Regions from separate parts of the Zea mays genome. Here region 2 is linked to region 1. A link is a contact called in public Hi-C data. All regions are on one chromosome and are shown on one strand. The core of a region is the stretch at or near the end of the contact, and the rest is flanking DNA. Distances in the headings are between cores, read along the strand shown.

Region 1 (3,747 bases), core at 739-3,238:
TCCATCACTAAAGCTGTCTGGTGTCAAATTAAGGACCCCCATGACAAGAGTCCTCTCACACCAATCCAACAAACGATCCCCAACAGGTAATACCCTTTTAATGCTTTCTGTTCCAATTATAGATTCACCCCCAAGGTTATTCCATAACTCAAAGAAACCTCCACTACACTTTGAGAGAGAGTGCCAACTTGTTTCGATACCGTTGTCACTAGATGCACCTAGAAGGTCAACAAGAGGTGCTAAAACAAATGACCTCTCATGGATGCGCTCATGTGGCACAATTAGAGTCTCACTATGGATCTGGGAGTTACCATAAAGAAGTATGTCTAGATCGATAGGTCTTGGGCCGTACCTTATTCCGCCAGTGCGGCCAATATCCTTCTCAATTTCCTTTAGCAGTTTAAGAAGCTCATGTGGCCTGAGCCTAGTTGTGCCCCGAATGGCAGAGTTAAGAAACCGCGGCTGATCAGTCAAATAAGCAGGGGCGGTCTCATAGAGACAGGCATGCCTAGTGATGTTCACGTCTGAGCTTTTCATCAGCTGCAATGCCCTGTTGAATGTACTGACTCTATCGCCTACATTGCTTCCCATAGCAATCACAATCTCTTGGTCAACTGAACGGCTCTCAAGTGAGCAATGAGTAAAGAAACGGGTCTTGAATGGAACAACATGTCTGGAAGCTCTGTTCAAGGATCTTGGAGGATGAGTAAGATCAGACACTGTCAAAAAAATAGGAAGGGGTGAGTTAGACATTAGAGGCTTAGTTGTTTTTAATTGCATGTTAGTGGATTTAAATTGAAAGCTAGAATTGTACCAAAGTAGTTCTTAGCAACTGAATGCATCTTCCTAACTGAATCCTTAGCATGCAGGAGCATGGTTGAGCGTATGAGAAATAAGAAAGCAACCGCTTGATACCAATTGTAGTCTTAGAATCTTTCACATGAGCTTTAATCCTTCACATCTGGTAACAGGCAAAACACAGACAAATGTGAGGCTGAACAAGCATAACCAAAAGCTAAAACTTGGTTACCAAAGTTCCAATCATGCACCCAAAAGAGAGTCTGACAGATGAAAAAAATCTGCAGCAATGGAGACATATAGCTTTGAAGTTTGATGTTGGAACAAGCAAGAGGTTTTTTTTCCCTAATGATAGCTGATGAGATATACCAGAAGAAATTAATGAACGAAAATACAGAAGTTCTCTAGCAAACCTCCCCAAACAAAAAGGTGCTACAAGCTTATGCAAGACAGCAAGAGAGCTTGTCAGCTCAAGTGTTTTGCTGTGGGATCCTTTTGCTGCTTGAAACTGCTGGGGAAACATGAAATTGGTCCACTGCCATTGTGACTAACTATCAGTCCAACGAGGCAATACAAGTGATCAAATAGCTCTCTCGCAAATCAGGAAGCTCTTCCTAGCGGCGGAGGACGCGCCAAAATCAAGGTGTTGCTAACGTAGTGACGAAAGAAAAAAAAAATCACAACACAGTCTAAAATAATTCATAGCTACAAACTAAGCGATGAATATAGAAAAGTACCTTATTCAAAAGCATGCTTATCTGAAGCGCCGCCTTAGCGTCGCTTAGGCGCTAAGGCGCCTGTGGAACCTGAGGCATCTAACGCGCCTTGCCATGGAGCGTAAAGCGCCCGCTGCGGCGCAGGGCGTCCGCGAGGCGTCGACGGGGCTTCGTTGAGCCGTCGTCGGGGCGATGCCTTGGGGAGTTAGAGCGGCGGCATTGGCTGGGAAACAGAGGAGAGCTGGAGCAGTGACGGCGGCGCGTAGGGCACCCGTAGCGGTGGCGTGTAGGGCCACGCAGCGGCGGCGTGCAGGGTGCCCGCAGTGGCGGCACGCAGGGGAGAGGGAGAGAGAAGAGCTGCGGCTCGGAGGAGAGAGGAGAGCGGTGTGGAGAGCGACGGCGACGGCTGAGAGGAGAGTAGGAGACTAGGAGAGCGGCTGAAAGCCTAGGAGAGAGAGGAGAGGCAGCTGGTTAGGTTAATCTTAGCGTGTTGGGGACTTGGGCGGTACGTGGGCTTTTTTGTTTTTCTTTTTTTTTTCCTGTTTCCCTCTTGTGCTAGGCTAAAATGGATCCATTTAGTGCGCCTACGGATGATTCACTTTTGGCTGCCACGAATGCGTCACTAGGTAGGAGGAGTGGACGACCATCCGCCACCTCCATGTCACATCACTGATGACTCCTTCATGGGACGTGTGTGCAGCAGATGCAGAATCACAAACATGCGATAGCAACAACTCTGATATATATCAAGGAATCTGCTTATTGCTTCTACGAAATTGGAACGGGTTGTGCTCTCACCTTTGTGGAAGGACCTGCCCAGAGCCGCCTAGTCGTGGGCGGACGCGGGTTGGCGGAGGCCGGAGGCGGACGGGGGCACAGTGCGACGGCCGACGGAGGACAGAGGCGCTCGAGGGAGGCGCCGGGCGCGCGGACTGGGACTGGGAGGCTCGGTGGCGGCTTGGTGGATGGCGAGCGGTAGGTTAGGGATTAGTTTTTTTTTTCCACTGATGATATTTTTTGGGCTGGGCCAAGTATTGCTTTGAGCCTTCCACCCAATGGCCCAAGATTAGCTAGTACTTCTAGAGTCCTAGACAAAGAAAAAAATAATTGTCACAGATTGTATACACATGCTGCCTACGAAGTCCGTCGTTCATTCTAAATTCCTGATTAAAATTTTGTGTGACACATTGTAAGAGCATCTCCAACAGATTTCAATAACTTTAATCTTGAACCTTAATTTAGAGAAAAAAACAATCATCCAACGGAGCTCTATTGACGCTTCCTATTCTTCTACATGTGCCAAAAAAAAAAACAATCAAAGCTCGGCTGGGTTCGACTGACTGTTTGAGTGAGCAAAAAAGTAGGCTCGGCTAAGACTCATTCAGGTTCACGAGCCTCTCCGAGTCGAGCCGACTCACAAGTCTCGAACTTTTTTTCTAGGCTGGCAAAAAAGATAAATAGGCACTATTGACGTATAAGGCTTAGAAGGTAGACTGCTCATCCGATTGTCCTGTTGCCACGATCTTGGCCCCCCGATCGCCGACATAGAGAGATGGACTGTTATCTATGTGGGCAGCGAGATAGTGCAAGGGAGGTCGGCCGGTCGGGCTGAGGGTTCGTACCTCGACGACCTTGAGCCAGAAGGAAAAACATGGACAACTGTGCTAAGCCTGCTGAGTGAGCACTTGGACAACCATTTACAATTCATGTAGGCAGTATCTCTGATCCTTATCCTAAGAAAAATATCTACTCCTTTCCATCTGTTCTTCATTGCCAAAACCACCAAAGGTGCCCAGAACCAATACTTCATCTCATAGCGCATACGAAACACTCCTGCATTAAATTAGGATGCTTGTATTAGAGTTCTAAGCATGAAAACAAGAAATATAGCAATAACTGAGGTGTGCTTGGAACTTACTTAGCTGTCTTATTTATATATATTTGCACATGTTCGTGCCATGGAAAGCTCTGCTTTGCTGTGTGCATGCTGTTCCTAGCGTTTTTTGTTGTTGCCACCTGCCATGTTTTTTGTTATCATCTCAAAATTCAGGTGGATTAGTTCGGATTCAGCCCTTGGTGCTCCCTTATGCTTTATGTGGAGTTCTTATAGTATATGAATAGGCTGCTTACCTGGTATGCCGCGTGTTTTGCCTGCTCGATATTTTTGCCTATGCTTTTGTTAAAGTTTATTGGTTACCTTTGCACGTATTGTATACATACATGTACCATTTTA
Region 2 (3,747 bases), core at 634-3,133, 280 kb before region 1:
TGCAGAGCAGATGCGAAGCGGTCAGGTTTTGAGCAGGAGTTTGCTGTGTTCCTCCGGTTCCATCGAGCGGAGCAGGATTGTTCTGGTAACAGTCTACTCCCTTTTCGACTTATGAGATCTGTGGAAAGATGGGAACTAGCTGTCCAGTGGAGATGCAACTACAAGAAGACGCTGAAGAAATGTATTTCGTACTGTGAAGGTTTAGTTCACGAGCTTCCCTTGCAACTAAACCAGCAATAATAATCAAGGTCTCAATTCATGTACTCCATTTTATAATAGTGTCTCTGTCTTCATGAACCGACAGAATGCCTTTAACACCTCGCCATAGGTTAGAATGATCTTGGATCAGCAATGTACTGCCAAACCACTTGATCAGGTTTACGATAAAGGTCACCGAGTTGTTTAGTTGTCCGGTTAGCTTTGCCTGGCAGGTAAAAATCTTAGGCTGTTGTTTTGATCGCCCAATAATCTGGATATCTATTTGCCAAGATTAGTTGTATATGTCGGGCTTCAAATCAATGAAATAGGTGCGTCCCATGCACAAAGGGGTAGGGGAGACCAACCACATATGTCATCGGATTACGAACTAGATGAACTGAGTGTTGATATCCTACCAAAAATTTAAGAATAACAATTATATCTAGGAGACTAGGATTGTACAAACGAAAACTACTGAACTGAGTGTTGTTTTGTTCAGGGGCGGTGAGTAGTGCCGGGAATATGGGCCATGAATTTTGGGCCAGCATGAGCACGGTCCGAAAATATGAGTCTAAATAACGGTCCGACACGGAATAATATGGATTGAGCTAGCACGACACGAAAGCGAACCTGAGCCAGGTCTCAAATTTTGGCTCGCCGGACCCAAGCACAACCCAATTAAGCCCATATGATTTAATTGTTTAATTTAACAAGTTATAGACTTTATATTGTTTGCTATTTAGACTTTACGTGGTTAAATGATGTTAGTATTGTTTAATATATTTAATTTAGTAAGATATGGATTTTACGTATGTGATCAAATATATGGGTCGGTTCGGACCAACGAAGGCACGATATAATTTAGGGTCGGGTTAGACCACTGTTTTTATACTTCAGAGTATCATGTTACGACTCAATTTTTTATAAGTTTTGTTGGTTCGAACTCGTTTGACATAAATCACGATGTACCCGACTCAATTCCAAGCAGTCATCGTGAGGGAGCGACCACATCCACCGCACCTTCTCTTTGCAGTTTGCACCGGAAAGATCTGGTGGGTCCCCACCTGATGACTTCCCACCCCGCCTATATATTGTCCCCTGCAGTGCAGGCACCAGCACCAGAGCGGCAGTATAGCTTGTAGTGCCAACCACGCGACGAAGGAAGTCGCGCAGACGGGGAGGCACCGGTCGGCTATTCCCTCTTCCCTTCCCTCCCTGCCGCGGCAGGCGCCATTTCGCATCTCGTCGCCGGCCATCCTTGAACACGCACAAGGTAAACAAATTGAAGTTTCGTTGCGCGCCTGACCAAAACGGCTCTATACAAGTCGGTCGCAGTTTCTTTCTCCCCTTCATCTTTAAGTTATCGCTATTCTTTCTTCTTCCTTCACATTTCTTGGATATCATCGTCAAAACGGTGAAATGTGACTTGTTTCCTCCGTTCCCTTCCTTTCTTTTCGTGCGACTGAGTTGTACTAGTAGCTGATCATGGGCGCTTGTTCTTCTTTCCCAGGGGGCGTGAGCAGCTGCCATGGCGAGCCATCAGCGCGGAGGAGGTCGGGATCAGGCGAACCCCAACGTCTTTCAGGGGAACCGGCGCAACGGCAACAAAAGCGGTGGCCGCGGCAGCGGACGAGGTGGGGGCCGAGGTGGCCAAGGCGGGGGCCGAGGTGGCTACGCCTACGGCTACCAGGGAGGCAGCGACTACGGCCGCGGGCGCGGGCACGGCGGCCCGCAAACGCCAGGACCTGATGATGTGCGCCAAGCAGAAGCAGGTCCGTCTCTCGCGGAGCGCAACGCGGCGGCCGCCGCAGCCGCGCTGAGGGAGAAGTTCAAGACGATGGACATTGTCCGCGACGAGCCCATGTTTCCAGCGCGCCCGGGCTTGGGCGCCGTGGGGACGCCGTGCGGCGTTAGGGCCAACCACTTCTTCGTCGGCCTCGTCGACAAGGGCCTGCACCAATACGACGTAAGACCGCTCGCCACTCCGCGTTCTTGGTGTTCATCTGATGACCACCGTTGCCCACCATTACTATGTGCTTATGCAGGTGACCATCTCACCAGATACAACGCCAAAGGGCATGTACAGGGAAATCATGTCGAAGCTGGTTTCCGAGAACCGGCAGACCGAGCTTGGTGGCCGCCTCCCCGCATACGACGGCCGGAAGCTACTGTTCTCCGCTGGCGAGCTGCCGTTCGAGACCATGGAATTCGTGGTCACCTTGTCTGGCAGGACGGAAAGGATGTACAAGGTGGTGATCAAGCATACCACGGGGATCAGCCTGCAGCAGCTGTTCATGCTCCTGGCGGGCTACCCTTCGGACATCCCGGCACAGGCGCTGCAGGTGCTTGACATTGTGCTGCGTGACATTATCCTCAACGAACGCAACTCCATGGAGTGAGTACTTGGCTTGCACCTCGATTTAAGATGACACCATTTTCATCTTGTTATTTTGACAATGCACAGGTACGTTGCAGTTGGCCGGTCCTTCTTCTCACCCCGAGGACCCAGGGATATTGGCATGGGTGTGGAGGGATGGACGGGTTTCTATCAGAGCATCAGGCCGACACAAAATGGCTTGTCTGTGATCATAGGTAGTTTTACGTGTGGGATGCTTATATGGTAGAAACTGTGCAATTTGATTTCGTATTCCAGTTCAAATTTCTGTGTGTTTTAAGATGTCCGATGGCCACATATTTTCCATTGCAGACATTTCTTCAACAGCTTTCATTCGACCCCTGCCACTGATTGATTATGTGATGTTGATTCTGGGCAAAGATCGCAGGACCTTTACAAGTATTACTCCCATGGATCTTGTCCTGGTAGGTATTCTTTCCCCCATTTCTAAGGCACAAAGAGCATTGTGCATAATTGAACTTGTGATGGATGTGGCCCTTTCTGAATTTGCAGCTCAATAAAGCCCTCAAGGGACTGAGGATTGAAGTCACCCACCGAGGAGCCGCACGCCCGAAGTACCGGATTGCCAGCCTGAAAAATAGTCCTTCTTTACAGTTGTAGGACCTCTCTTTTTTCCTACGTTGAAGAGAACATCCTAGAGTCCCTAGTTCAGAAATGTGGGGATCAAGTTCTTGCTGTTAGCATTTACTTCGATATGTTTTCTTGAAATCAACAGCTTTCAATCGTCCGCTGGAGTTGAGAAGTCCGTAGCAGATTACTTCAGAGAGACATACCAGCTGGAAATGGACTATGATTTTCTCCCATGCCTCCAAGTTGGCAATGATCAGAGGCCAAACTACCTCCCTATGGAGGTTGCCAACTATGAACTTAATTGAACTGTGGCCCTATGCATGGAGGTATGTTGTCTGCTCTTGTTTCTTAATTTCCATTTGCATTTCAGGTTTGCAGGATAGTAGCTGGACAGAAAAACCGCAAGAAGTTGGATGCCAAACAGGTCTCTAATCTAGCGAACTTAACCTGCCAGAGCCCAGATACACGTGAGAAGAAAATTCGTCAGGTTCTCGCTGTTTCTGCTTTTTCTCCTTCTTCTGTTTTACCTGATCTATACTGTGGTTAAACAAATTAAATCCTTT

Evidence for each region. Hi-C and Micro-C count contacts between places; a contact is called where the count stands out from the background.
Region 2: a Hi-C map of tassel shows a contact between it and region 1, with 2.3 times the contacts expected there. The contact joins the promoter of LOC103633113 here to the promoter of LOC100280079 in region 1. A contact is called at or near these places in 2 of 25 Hi-C or Micro-C datasets (ear and tassel).

Annotation. Positions count from the first base shown.
Region 1 is chr7:150,456,619-150,460,365 of Zm-B73-REFERENCE-NAM-5.0, reverse strand. It overlaps LOC100280079 (Folate synthesis bifunctional protein), which reads right to left and starts at 1,988. Exons shown (of 3, transcript NM_001153018.1): 1 at 1,536-1,988; 2 at 815-961; 3 at 1-719. The coding sequence starts at 875.
Region 2 is chr7:150,735,690-150,739,436 of Zm-B73-REFERENCE-NAM-5.0, reverse strand. LOC103633113 (protein argonaute 18) reads left to right here and starts at 1,883. Exons shown (of 21, transcript XM_020541121.2): 1 at 1,883-2,164; 2 at 2,244-2,593; 3 at 2,663-2,790; 4 at 2,906-3,018; 5 at 3,107-3,210; 6 at 3,330-3,465; 7 at 3,555-3,671. The coding sequence starts at 2,036. It overlaps LOC100279317, which reads left to right. Exons shown (of 6, transcript NM_001152338.2): 6 at 1-404. The coding sequence ends at 240.